2 separate regions of the Capra hircus genome follow, and region 2 is linked to region 1. The links are chromatin contacts, called in public Hi-C maps. All regions are on one chromosome and are shown on one strand. The core of a region is the stretch at or near the end of the contact, and the rest is flanking DNA. Distances in the headings are between cores, read along the strand shown. Region 1 overlaps GBF1 (Golgi-specific brefeldin A-resistance guanine nucleotide exchange factor 1). Region 2 holds the start of ELOVL3 (elongation of very long chain fatty acids protein 3).

Region 1 (5,876 bases), core at 1,371-3,870:
TAAGAGTCAGTCAAACATACAGATAGGCCAGAAGTCCAAGAGATCAATGAGGGAAAACAGGAACCTCCTGGCTTAAACTGTAAACTGTCACTGAGCTCCAAAAAACACTCACATCTGGGTTGACTTGTGTGAGATAACTTTTCTCTCCAAGTGGCTCCCCAATTTCAGGAACTCCAGGTAGTCCCACTTTCAATGAGAAGCCAGTCACTGAGATTCCTTCCCACACTAGGATCATATCCCTGTCTCCTTCTCCATCCTCTGCAAAGGAGAGGATGTGTTTGATCATTCCAGTGAGTGTTTCAGCTTTAACCTGATCATTTCAGTGAGTGTTCTCTGCCTCTTGGCTGGAGTAAGAATTGAGAGGCTGCCAGTTCTTACAAGTGTCTCAGTCTTTTAAAAGTATAGCTGTGCTCCCTGTTATAAGATCCTAAGGTGGGGCCTGGGGTGTACAGTTCATGAAACTCTTCATCTCCTTTTCCATATAATTCTACTTCCAACAGACAATATAAGCTTTATTTAAAAAAGGGGGGGGGCAGGTTCCAGCTTAATAAACATGGCAAAGCACAGGGTAGCCACTGAAGAGAGCTGCAACTTGAGACTAGGCAAGCACACAAATGAAATTTTGAGACGAGGCAGACAGAGCACAGGCCTGTGGACTGCCAAGTGCACACACAGTCCATCTTCAATGACCTGGATATCCACAGCTACACCTCTAGCATACACACTCTTGGGATAGCTTAGATACTGCCTTCTCTCCTTCTCCTTCCTAAAGCAGGGATACGGGGATTAGAGTAATCTTTAGCTTGCACCTCTTCTAAGTTCCCCTACTTCTCAAGGACAGAGGGCTCCCTGGCAGATCACAAAGTATTTCCAGTGTCCTGGGCTAACCTGGGACCTGGCTCCTTTTCATCCATCTAGAGTCCTAAATCTTAGAATGACTCCTTTAATGGTAACCAAGAAAAAAAAGACCTCAACCAGACAGACTACCCTTTCCCTCAAAACCAAGTTCAATTATCTAGCTAGAATCAAGGACTGTGCTTAAGCTTTTTAATGCCAGCTCTAAGACAGAGAGAGGGTAGAAAAGTGAAGGGTCTTGTTTGATGGTCCCTCATAGTTCCCCTAGAAATGGTAGATATTAAGCCTCCTCACAAGATGTCAGCAGGACCCAGGCTCTCTATCTAGGTTCACTACACAATGTGTTACCAGTTCAAGGCTTCCTTCTGCCTTCAGGCAGCCAGATGCCCCATGAAAATTCCCAACACTGCAAAGTTAAAAACACATGCAGCTCTTCCAAAGCCATGAGATATTACTAGGGAGGGGTAAATTGTGCTCTACACAGAGGACAACGGGACCCAGATGTTGCATATAAAAAATAAACATTTAAATAAATAAATTAAAAGGGGGTAAGGAGAGGGAGAGGGAGAGAGACCTTGAGGTTCTTAAAGAGTAGTACCCTCTCTAACTGGTTCAGGGCTTTGGTCTGCTCCCCACTACTTAGCTCCAGTTTGCTGAGGAGACATGGAGAAATCTGTGAAAGACAGGCAAACGAACGATTTAAACAGAGTGAAATAAACTCAGACACAAGCCAACAGGGCACAGGGCAGGATGGGGATGGATGGCAGGGGAAATGGGAAGGTCAGGTTCATGCACCAAATAGCCAAGGGTCAGCTTCAAGGGCAGAAGCTTGTAGGGCTGCAAGCAGAATCCTCATCAGAGGCCTGTGAAGTCCAGGGCTTCAGTTTAAGACAGAAAGAGGCCATTCTTCTGAACACCATTCTTCTAGCAGTTTGAGAACCTTCTGATCTGGAGTCAGACTTGATTTATCTTGTCAGAGGCTAGCCCAAGCATGAGCCCAGTCTATTCCAGCATCAGAGGATTTTAGGTATAGCCTCCCTAGGCCTCCTACCTGCTGACTGGGCCCTGAGTGGATGGCAGGACTGTCGCCTTTAGCAGCATACATTTTTGGCCCAGCTTGATGGGCCTCACCCAGATTCTATGAAGGACTGGCTCACCAGCTTACATGGTGAGTCAACAAAGACAGGCTAGAAAGGAAAGGCTGGGGAAGGAGAGGTACTTGGGAAAGAGGTACCTGGAAAATCTCTTGGTAAATGAGTGATAACTATTTCTAGATTCCAAGCAAACCTGTCTAGGCAAAAGCATACTTTTGCTAAGCAAGGGTATCCAGGAAAATCCCAACAGCACAGAAGCTGGGAGATTGAAGTCTGGGTGAGGGATAGCAGATCATACCTTTTTCATGTTGGTCCCCATATAGTTCTTGGGTTCTTCTTTAAACTGAGGTAACCTGTAAGATAAGAAAATCCCATGGACTTAATTAGGGATAACAACAAATATTCCCCTTCATGCCAGCCACAGCCCGAAGATGCTCTAGGTCAGAGTCTCTTAGAAAAAGCTAGAAAAAGAAACAGGCTAGTTTCACCCTTTTCAGAGCTTCATCGAAGGGGCACAGAAATTGAGAAACATGGAACACAGACATGTTCTAAAAAATAAGGTAGCTGTCATGAGGGAAAGGTGACTAAGTACCTCTGGAGTGCAGAGGCTCTTTTCATCTTTAAACTGATACTCTCCTGCTGTATTCCCCTGGCAGATATTGCTGAAAGGCATGATATGGGGAGAGGGCAGTCTATTAAAACCCCAGGAGACTGGGCATAGGGTCAAAGTGAAAGGCAAATGAAGTTTTGAAACCAGTAAATTTGAACCTGCGAAGTAGGAAACAATTAGCAGCAGGGTTCAGAGGCAAATCTAGTCTGTGGGTAATAAAGATTATTATTTACAGATTTGAGAGCAAAAACAAATCCCAGGTGGAAGTGTGTGTGCGCGTTTTAGTAGACTATTTAAAAAAACAATCTTAGTTCACAGTACACTGATTTCCCATATAACCCTTGCTCCCCTACATGCATAACCTCCTCCATCATCAATATCCTTTAGGGGAAGCTGTAAAGCGCTTGCCTCAGGGCTAAGTTGAGGGCCTTGATGAGGGTAACCAATGGTTTTGGATTGCAAGGATACGGGACTTTCAGTGTTCAAATGGGGACAGTCAGGCAAACCAGGATTGCTGGTTGCCCTAGCCCTGGTTCTTCCTCACAGAAACTGGACTGAGCTCTGGGAGCTCAGCAACCTGCTCCAGGCTCCCTTGAGTTTGGTTTCCTCTGGGTTTCCTTTCCCAGCTGCTACCTGCACAGAAACTGACACAAGTTTGGGAGGCAGAAGTTCTGTCAGCCTAGATCAAATAACTCTCTGCTTTCCTCTGAGGCCAAGCCATCTCCCTCCTCCTTCTCCCTTGCCTGGTAACCCTGGGCCCAGAGAATTACTCCCATCCACAATCTCAGTAGCCTCTGATGTGGCTGTGGGGTTGGCCAGGTCCCTGAAGTGGCTGTGTGGAAGCAGGCAGGCTCAAGAGGCCTGGGCAGCCGGGCTGAAGCAAACAGCAGCAGGTTTACCTTGTGAAGAGCAGCTGCACCATGTCTACGAGAGTGTGCTCTGCGGATTTTCTCAATAACTCTGCACAGGCAAAAACAAATAACACAGGTGTCATTACTTGCCGTGCTATTATCAGGAGGCTTCTCAGAGCAGACTCCCCTCCAAACCTTGTTTACTAAGGATTATACCAAACTTATTAAAACCAGCTCCAGCTCAGCCTGGCAGCCTTAACTTCACTGACCCACTAGATGGCACTACTGAGTCAGGAAAAAAAGGCACAAGGATATGTTCTCAGGGGTGGTAGGCCGGTGTCAATCCCAGAAACCTCGAGGGAAGGAGATCTGGTCCTGGGCTGAGTCAGTCTGCGATCTAGCCCAATTCCTGCCCTGGCACAAAGAGTTAAAGTCTCTTCTAGCCACACAACAAATTGTCAAGTACAGAGACTTCAAAATCCCTATGGCTCCACAAGGTAGGTGATGGAGAAGCCATGAGTTTTCTCTCTCTCTCGGGTTCAGAGACAGCATCTATATTCATACTCACAGATACTGCCCCTAGGAATGATGACAGGCCCAGTATTCAAGCACCTACCACTGAGCCTCATTTCAAAGCAGATCCGGAAGCAAGACTGCATAATCTCACACACAGATTCATTGGTTAGGTGGGCACCTACTGGGGTCAGCAACAGAGTCCGCAGTACCTACCAAGAAGAAAAAGGAGACACTATGATAAACAAGGCAGGCTGGGTAAAGAAGGGCGTACATGAGGGGAGAGAAAATGCCTCCTGTTTCTCTAGTCTCCTATGGAAGCACTCAGGAGTGAGAAAGAGGTTAGCAACAATACCGACCTTGCTTCGACTTGGTGCTGGTGGTCGAGTCTCAGGAGCTTATCTTAGGAGCTGTGTCTTTACGTTCTATGACCTCGACATAGTTCAGCACTCATTTCTGCCCTCGCCCACAAACCCAACAGATGGATGGCACAGATACAGTCTGCCAGAGGTACAAGTGTATTAAGGGTTCCGGTTATTTGATATCAATATCAAATTTAAAGCTTTTTAATTATTTTCCTTAGAAAAAGCTTTTACTTTGGATACGGAGCAGCTTGTTTGGAAACAAAGTAGCTCTCTAAGCCTCCGTGGAGTCAAAGCACAGCTTCACATTGCTGGCAGGCTCTGGTAAGTAGAGCCGGAGGCACCAGCTCCTGGCCATTAGCCTAATTGCTGTTCCCTTCCATTTACCTGAAGGATTTTCATCAGGACAACCTCATCGCTGGCAGGATCTGTGCCCACAAAACGGGCATGGGTGACAGCATCTGCCATGTTCTCCATGCCCTCTGCTGTGCCCTCATGGGTGGGATCTGCTCCAGCAAAGAAAAAAAAGAAAGGATATGAAGAGGAGAGACAGAAAGTCAAGACATCCTGTGTAGGGTCTATTTTGAGAGACTTTAGTTTTCTCCTCTTCAATTCTCTAACCCATGGCTCCTTGAATTACCTGAGAGTTTTTGCCTGTAACTGGCTGATATATGTTGTGCCTGTCTCAGCACAAACGCTACTGTGTAAAAGTGGTTCTCAATCACATATCAGAATCATCTGGAGAGCTTGTAAAAAATAAAAATTGCTGGCCCACACCCCAAATTTTTGATTTAGTAGGTCTAGCATGGGGCCTAAGAATCTGCAATTCTAACAAGAGTCCAGGTAAAGTTAATGCTGCTGGTCAGGGGACCACACTTGGGAATCACTGATGTAAAGCTACTCACTTGATAGAGGAAGGACCTGGAAGTTTGAGGTTTTGGCCCAGAGCAAGAGCCTGGGAGGGCCAGAGCTTTGAATGTCAAGGTTGAAGGCTTTCTCTTTTCATGTGTTCTCTTTCAACACATCTCTCTATCTGATTGCTTTTGGAATGCAATATTCTGGTGCAACTGAGGTAGGGAAGTAGAGGGAAAAAATGGACAGTCACTGCTGCCAATATGCAGATCTGGGTGCCCATTATAGCAAATCAGAGAGCACTTCCCGCTTTGGTTTCATGCTTAACAGTATGTCATGGACAAATATCCTTAAATAAAGATTAAGGAGTGACAGGGGACAAACTGAAGAGGGCTGGAGGCTAGCTAACTGAGAAGCAGGAGAGAGGAAGACCTTAAACTGTGAATATGAAGGGAGATGTCAGCTCTGACAACCAGCACTGGGGTAGAAGCTAACACAAATGTTGCCAAGGAGGAAACTGCTCCCATTCATGATTTAAATACCCATAAGGAGTAGACAAAGAAGTGACCTCCATCGAGGCTTACAAAGGTCCTCCAGAACAGCCTGGATTGTTCTTAGGGGGTACAAATAGGAAAAAAAAGTTGGGGATATGACAAAAACTTTGTGAGTGACAGAGAAAAATGCTCCAGAGGTGACATGGTGTAAGGTAAGAGAACCTCCTAGTTTTAAAGTGTAGGAA
Region 2 (5,876 bases), core at 2,338-4,837, 120 kb after region 1:
GCCTGGGGATTCCCGGAGCCAAGCGGCGCACGAAGCGTGCGTGTCTGTGTAGGGGGGGGGGGCGGTGTATGGCTTGGACAAAGCTGGTACTGCAGCGCCGCCTCGTGGTCTCAAGGAGGATAACTGGAAGGTCAGCTTTGAAGTCAAGTGTCAATTCTGCAATTTAGGAAGCCAACGACTTTAGAAATTTATTCCACCTTTGCGCATCTGTTTCTCACTGTTCCTATGAGGGGCTTTTGCCTCTAACAGCAATAAAATTCTGGTCTGTAACAGACATTTATTAAGTGCCTACCAGGCCTAGGATTCTTATTGAGTGTCTCTGTGTGTGACTCTCAGCCTTCCACACACTGTTGTAAGCTTCTCACCCACTCATCATCCGATTGCCAGCAGCCCTCCTCCATCACAGCAGTCCCCTCCTTCCTGTAAATCCCCAAACCCTGAAAACCTTGTTGGAGTCTTTAATTTAAAAACAGAGCAAGAAGGAGAAAGATTTCTGGAAACATAAATAACTCAGTTTGGGGGAGCCTCCTTAGTCCCACCCCCATCCCAGGGCCTGCTTGGCCTTCACATTAACAACAGAAACATCAAAGTACTAGATCACATCCCCACCCCAGGGGTGATAGTTCTTGACTGTCATCATCTCCTGCCACCTTGGAGTATACATCCCATGGGGAAACCATACAGGAAAGGCTTCCTAATCATTCCCTCAAACCTAAGCTCAGCCCCTCAGTCCCCTGGGGAGGAGAGAGAGCTTGAGGCTTCTTCTCTTTCTCCAACCACTCACTGGCTCTTGGTCTTGGCTTTGATCTTGGGAATTATGTAGTTTTGGTGGAAGAACTTGGCAAAAAGAACAAAATAGGTTGCATACAAGATGAAGGACCAGAAGAAATGTTCCTCTGTGGTGTGGCATCCCTTTTCCTGTCTCCAGATATAAGCCAGGATACCGACAGTGGCTCCTATAAACATCTGCAGGATCTGCAGGCTGGTGACGAGCATGGGAAACCATCTGGGGGACTTCACTTTGGCAGCCTTCAGAGTGTAGTAGGTGTACATGATGGCATGTACACCAAAGTTCATGGTCATGAACCAGCCGCCTGCAGCCACCTTGTTCTTGTATCCAAAGCTCGAGTACACCAGCACTGTGCTGTGGTGGTACCAGTGCACGAAGATGAGTGGCCGCTTACGCAGGATGATGAAGGCTGTGTCTCCTGGGAGATGAGGAGTCATAGCTGACATATCACCCAGTGTTGGGACCACCCTCTGAACTTGATGTAGGGGCACAGGGGGAATTTTCAGGACAGGGAGAGGGGTCTTTATGGCAGAGAATCTGAAGAGGGGCTTGGGTGAGAGATGTTTTTAGGACCCAGGGGTGGGGAAGGAACTCTCCATGTGATGGGTAAAGGGGAGGGCTTAAGGAGGGATGCAACTGACTGGACACCAGAGAGACAAAGCCTTGCCACTCACCAAGTTCAACGACCTTGCTGAGAACAAACAGGAAGGACCAGAATTGGATTATGGGACTGTTGATGAAGGAGGAGAAGCATATAGTTTGCTTTGGGCTCCCCCTAAGTAGCAGGGTCCCCATGTAGCCCCACATCCTCAGTGTCCCGAAGATACTGAAATGGAACAGAGGAAAAGGGTGTAAGGGTCATTCCCAGGCACCTTAACCCTTGGCCTGGTCAAGTCACTGATCCAAGTTCCACCACCTCCCCACCCTTCCAAAGGGGTCACAGCTTCTGAGATCCCAAGGCCAACTTGGTAAAGCCAACCAGTAATCTAGAAGATAGAAGACATGAGGGCTGGAGAGGGACCAGGGAGTGCTAGAGGCTGAGACTGAAAACTGAACTAGGGAGTAGGGTTCATAGGATGGGTAGGAGCCTGGAAGGAGACAGGTGGCAGGATAGGGGTGATCAAAGGAGTCTGGGGGGAATATGGGAAGAAGGGGCTAGGGAAGTTAATGGAAGGTCTTGGGAGAGAGTGTTAGATGCAGAGAGTATTAGAGGCTGGGGAAATTGTTGGAATTATCCAGACTCAATGAGCACAAGAGGTCTCATGAGAGAGAGGAGAGACTACTAGTCTAGGAACTGGAGAAGAAGGAAAACAGGTGAGTGGAACCTGGGGAGAGGAGTCAGAGCTGAGAGAACAGAATAAGGAGAGAGTTAGGGGGCATCTTGGGCAGTTGATGCAATTGAGGTTTTTAGAGAGCTTTTAGGGATAGAATGAGGGTCTAGGGTCTATAAGATAGGTTGGAGTGGGGAAAGTCTTACCTGAAGACTGCAAGGCAGAAGGACCAAAGGATGAGAGGTCTCTGCAGGTTGAAGCCCTTCCGTGACTTCATGTAGTTTTGCCCCACGAAGATGAGCAACAGGTAGATCAGAACTATGGCGAATGAGGTTGCCCTGGCAGGCAGAAGGCAGAGCGGATGGGCTTATGGGTGGGAGCTGGTTATAGGAATGCCCACTCATATCTCCAGGTCAGTGCTCTGGAGTGGGATCCTACTTCTGCCACTTACTAGCTGTGTGACACTGGAAAACCTACTTCCTTCTCTGAGGGTCAGTTTCCTTATTTGTAAGGGGGGAATAACACTCCTCTCCTGACAGTGTTAATATATGTAAAGTACTTTACACAAGGCAGCAGCTATAACCAAGGTTCCTGGGATTGGGAGTGGGTGACAGCTGCTGGTCCATTTCTAGAAGCAACCCAAGGCTGTGATGTACAAAGAATGTGGCAATAGCTTCTGCCTGTTTGGTCATAGCAAATTGGCTGGAGCTCTGAGGGGCTCTAGGGCAAAGTCTGAGGAAATTTTGGAAGAGTATCCAGATTTTGCCTCCTTCTCCACAGCAGGGATGATGGAACATTTGAGGAATAAGATGATAACTGTGAAGAGCAGTCCTCAGGCATCAGCACATGCACGCATGCGCACACATGCAGCCACAAAGGATGGAGAGTCGTCTATAAGGTGGGTGGGAGTAGGAGTTCAGATCAACCCCATTCTTCAGAGACCAGTTCTCACTACACTTTTCCCCGCTTGGTTTCTTTCTCCTCCCAAATTCTTCATCCCATCTTCTTATTTCTGCCTTTCTTTCTTCCAGATCTAACCTCTTTGAGGTGTCACACTACCTGTACCTTGGACAACAGGGACGTGAAGCCAGTACTGGGGAATCCGATACATTTGCTCCTTAGCAAAATCTCTGTGGGCATTCTGTCTCGCCCTCCCCCATTCCACCAATCCCCCCAAATAGCGGTCATCAGAGTTGGGCCCCTAACATGGCCCTTCCCCTTCTACGAGTCTCACCAGTACTCCTCCAAAAAGGGCCTCATGTCCCGGAACAGCTCGAAGTTGTAGGGCTGGAACATCTGCTCTATTTCATCTGAGGTATTCACTGTTGTGACCATTTCGTTTTGCAGACGCTGAGGCCGGGAGCTGGACGAAAGCTAGGGGACGGAGGATGGAGAGAACCTTGGGGGCAGGACTGACTAGATCCAGAACCCAAGGAACTCCGCAACAAGCCAGAGCCTCAGATGCAGGCACGTACGCTGCAGTCCAGCCGGCTTCCACAGCCGCGGCCACCGCAGTATATAACGCGAAATTGCAAAGCAGCTGTCCTAGGCGCCGCGGCCCCCTCCCTGCTCCCAGCCTTCATCCAATCGCAACAAAGATACCCCCAGTCCCGCCCCTGGGCTGCAAGCCGCTCTCTGATTGGTCATTCTTAAGGACAGCACCCCAGAAGCCTCCCACTACCTTAGACCTTCGCCACCTTCCCATCTTCTCGCACACCTCAACTCTGATGTGCTTAGTTTAGCCACTGTGGCTTTGGAGTTACTGGGGTGTGACAGGCTTCTCCTGGCACTGCCAACAATAACCTTTGCCTCAGTTGGTTTCAGTTCTGACCTATCTGGCAATGAGGAGAGAATGAAGGTGTCCCCCGTTTCTCTGGTGCCCCCATTCGGAGATAGGGTGTCAGTTTCCCGCCTCCCCGAGACCCTGGGAAAACAAGGCTGGGGATGAGGGGAAGGGGCAGCAAAGAGCCCTTCCTTCTGGAAGGCTTCCTTCTGGTCTGCAGTTGTAAGTGGGAGGGAGATGAATTGTAACGAGTTTTATTGTCGAGGTAGTTGGTGTTGATGTTTGGAGAGTTGGTTGTTGAGGCTGTTGTTTCTTTACAGCTTCCTGAATTCCTGCCGGCTCCAGCCTGATACTCAGTAATAACCCTGGGAAGGAAGTGGGGTCACCCTCTGGGCTTCTGGGATTATTGTCTTCAGGCTTCCTGAAGACTGCCAGGGGTTTATAGAAGAGGAGGTGATGCTCATCTCCCAGTATCCTGTGGTTCTTCCCTAGTCTATGTTTATCTAATCAAATCTACTTTTTCCTTGCCTGTGTACCCAGCCCCAAATAAATAAACATTTAAAAAATTTTAAGGTCTTACTCATCTGTCTCTTATTTCTGTCCTAGACTTTATGAAAATGAGAGGGAAATACAAGGCTTGAAGGCAGTTTGAGACACGATGGAGATATGCAAAACAAATGCTAAGAGAAATTAATGAAAAATATTTAAAATCATGAAGCGGCTATAAATGGCTATGTGCAATAAGACCGCAGGCTCTGTAGCCAGAGGACGTAGGCAGGAATTCCAGTTTCGCTTCTCAGCTACTGTCTGAGCTAAGGGTGAGTGGGAAGTCCTGCCATGCTAGCTCAATGACTCCCAAGTACATCCCTTTGTCTCTGTTTTATGTCATCTCTTACCTGATTACTACAGCCAGCACCTCTTCATAATTAGTTGACACTTCCTTCTCTAATATAGCACGTTCTATTGCATTAGGAGAAAAAAACAGTACCCAAACCTGGCATATCACCAACCCCAGAGCCACTGACCCAGTGCGTGCATGTATGCTAAGTCACTTCAGTCGTGTCTGACTCTGTCCAACCCCATGGACTGTAGCCCGCCAGGCTCCTCTGTCCATGGGATTCTCCAGGCAAGAATGCTGGAGTAGGTTGCCATGCCCTCCTCCAGCGGATCTTCACAACCCAGGGATCAAACCCGAATCTCTTAGATCTCCTGCATTAGCAGGTGAGTTATCTACCACTAGCGCCATCTGGAAGACCCCTCTGACCCAGTGTGGCCTCAAACCATACTTTGAAAACCGCTTCCTTCCATCCTCTCATCCAAAAGAAGGTTCTAAAACCTAAATTGGATCATGTTACTTTTCTGCTTAAAACCTTTTGTGGTTATGGATTGCTTCACACATAGCCTGACACTCAGAAGGTGATCAGTGCATATTTGATGGATTAATGAACAAACAAAAGAATGAGCAATGCAAGAATAATTCCATCTAGGGACTTCCCTGACAGTCCAGTGGTTAATACTCTGCACTCCCAATGCAGGGAGGGCAAGCTGGTTAGGAACTAAGATTCCACATGCCACACATGCAGCCAAAAAAAATAATTAAAAAAATAATAAAAAGAACATAGGTGTGACCACCTGTTGAGATCATTAAAAAAAAATTTTCTTGAAAAAGAATCCACGTATGTATTACAAGACCTGGATTCAAATGCCTGTACATATTAACTAGTCCCATGATTTTAGGCAAGTAACCTAACCTGAGACTCACATTCTTCATCAATAAAATGTTGAGAGTCATACTTGCCTGCCTGCCTCACAAGGTTGGGGTCAGTCTACAAGTCAGATAACATCAATGGAAGGATACTTTGGGGACTTCCCTCATTGTCCAGTGGTTAAGAATCTGCCTTCCCACACAGGGGATGAGGTTTGATCCCTAGTCAGAGAACTAAGATCTCACATACCTTATGGCAACTAAGCCCAAGTGCTGCAATGAGAAAGCTAGTGCACCACAATGAAGACTCAGTGCAGCCAACATAAA

The links. A called contact is a pair of places that touch in the nucleus more often than the background predicts.
Region 2: a contact with region 1 is called in a Hi-C map of blood, with 3 times the contacts expected there. The contact joins the promoter of ELOVL3 here to the enhancer-like site in region 1. A contact is called at or near these places in 3 of 5 Hi-C or Micro-C datasets (blood and liver).

The regions. Positions count from the first base shown.
Region 1 is chr26:28,689,586-28,695,461 of ARS1.2, forward strand. It overlaps GBF1 (Golgi-specific brefeldin A-resistance guanine nucleotide exchange factor 1), which reads right to left. Exons shown (of 40, transcript XM_005698364.3): 5 at 4,673-4,791; 6 at 4,027-4,135; 7 at 3,459-3,519; 8 at 2,248-2,302. Among named protein-coding and RNA genes, the nearest start is that of NFKB2, 31 kb to the left of the region's middle. Within about 2 kb of position 2,621, at least 1 of the 5 cell types and tissues checked has an H3K27ac peak or open chromatin away from gene starts, as enhancers often do.
Region 2 is chr26:28,805,918-28,811,793 of ARS1.2, forward strand. ELOVL3 (elongation of very long chain fatty acids protein 3) reads right to left here and starts at 3,588. Exons shown (of 4, transcript XM_005698356.2): 1 at 3,296-3,588; 2 at 2,268-2,399; 3 at 1,465-1,616; 4 at 266-1,208. The coding sequence starts at 3,396. The coding sequence ends at 781. PITX3 (pituitary homeobox 3) reads left to right here. Exons shown (of 5, transcript XM_018041727.1): 5 at 1-414.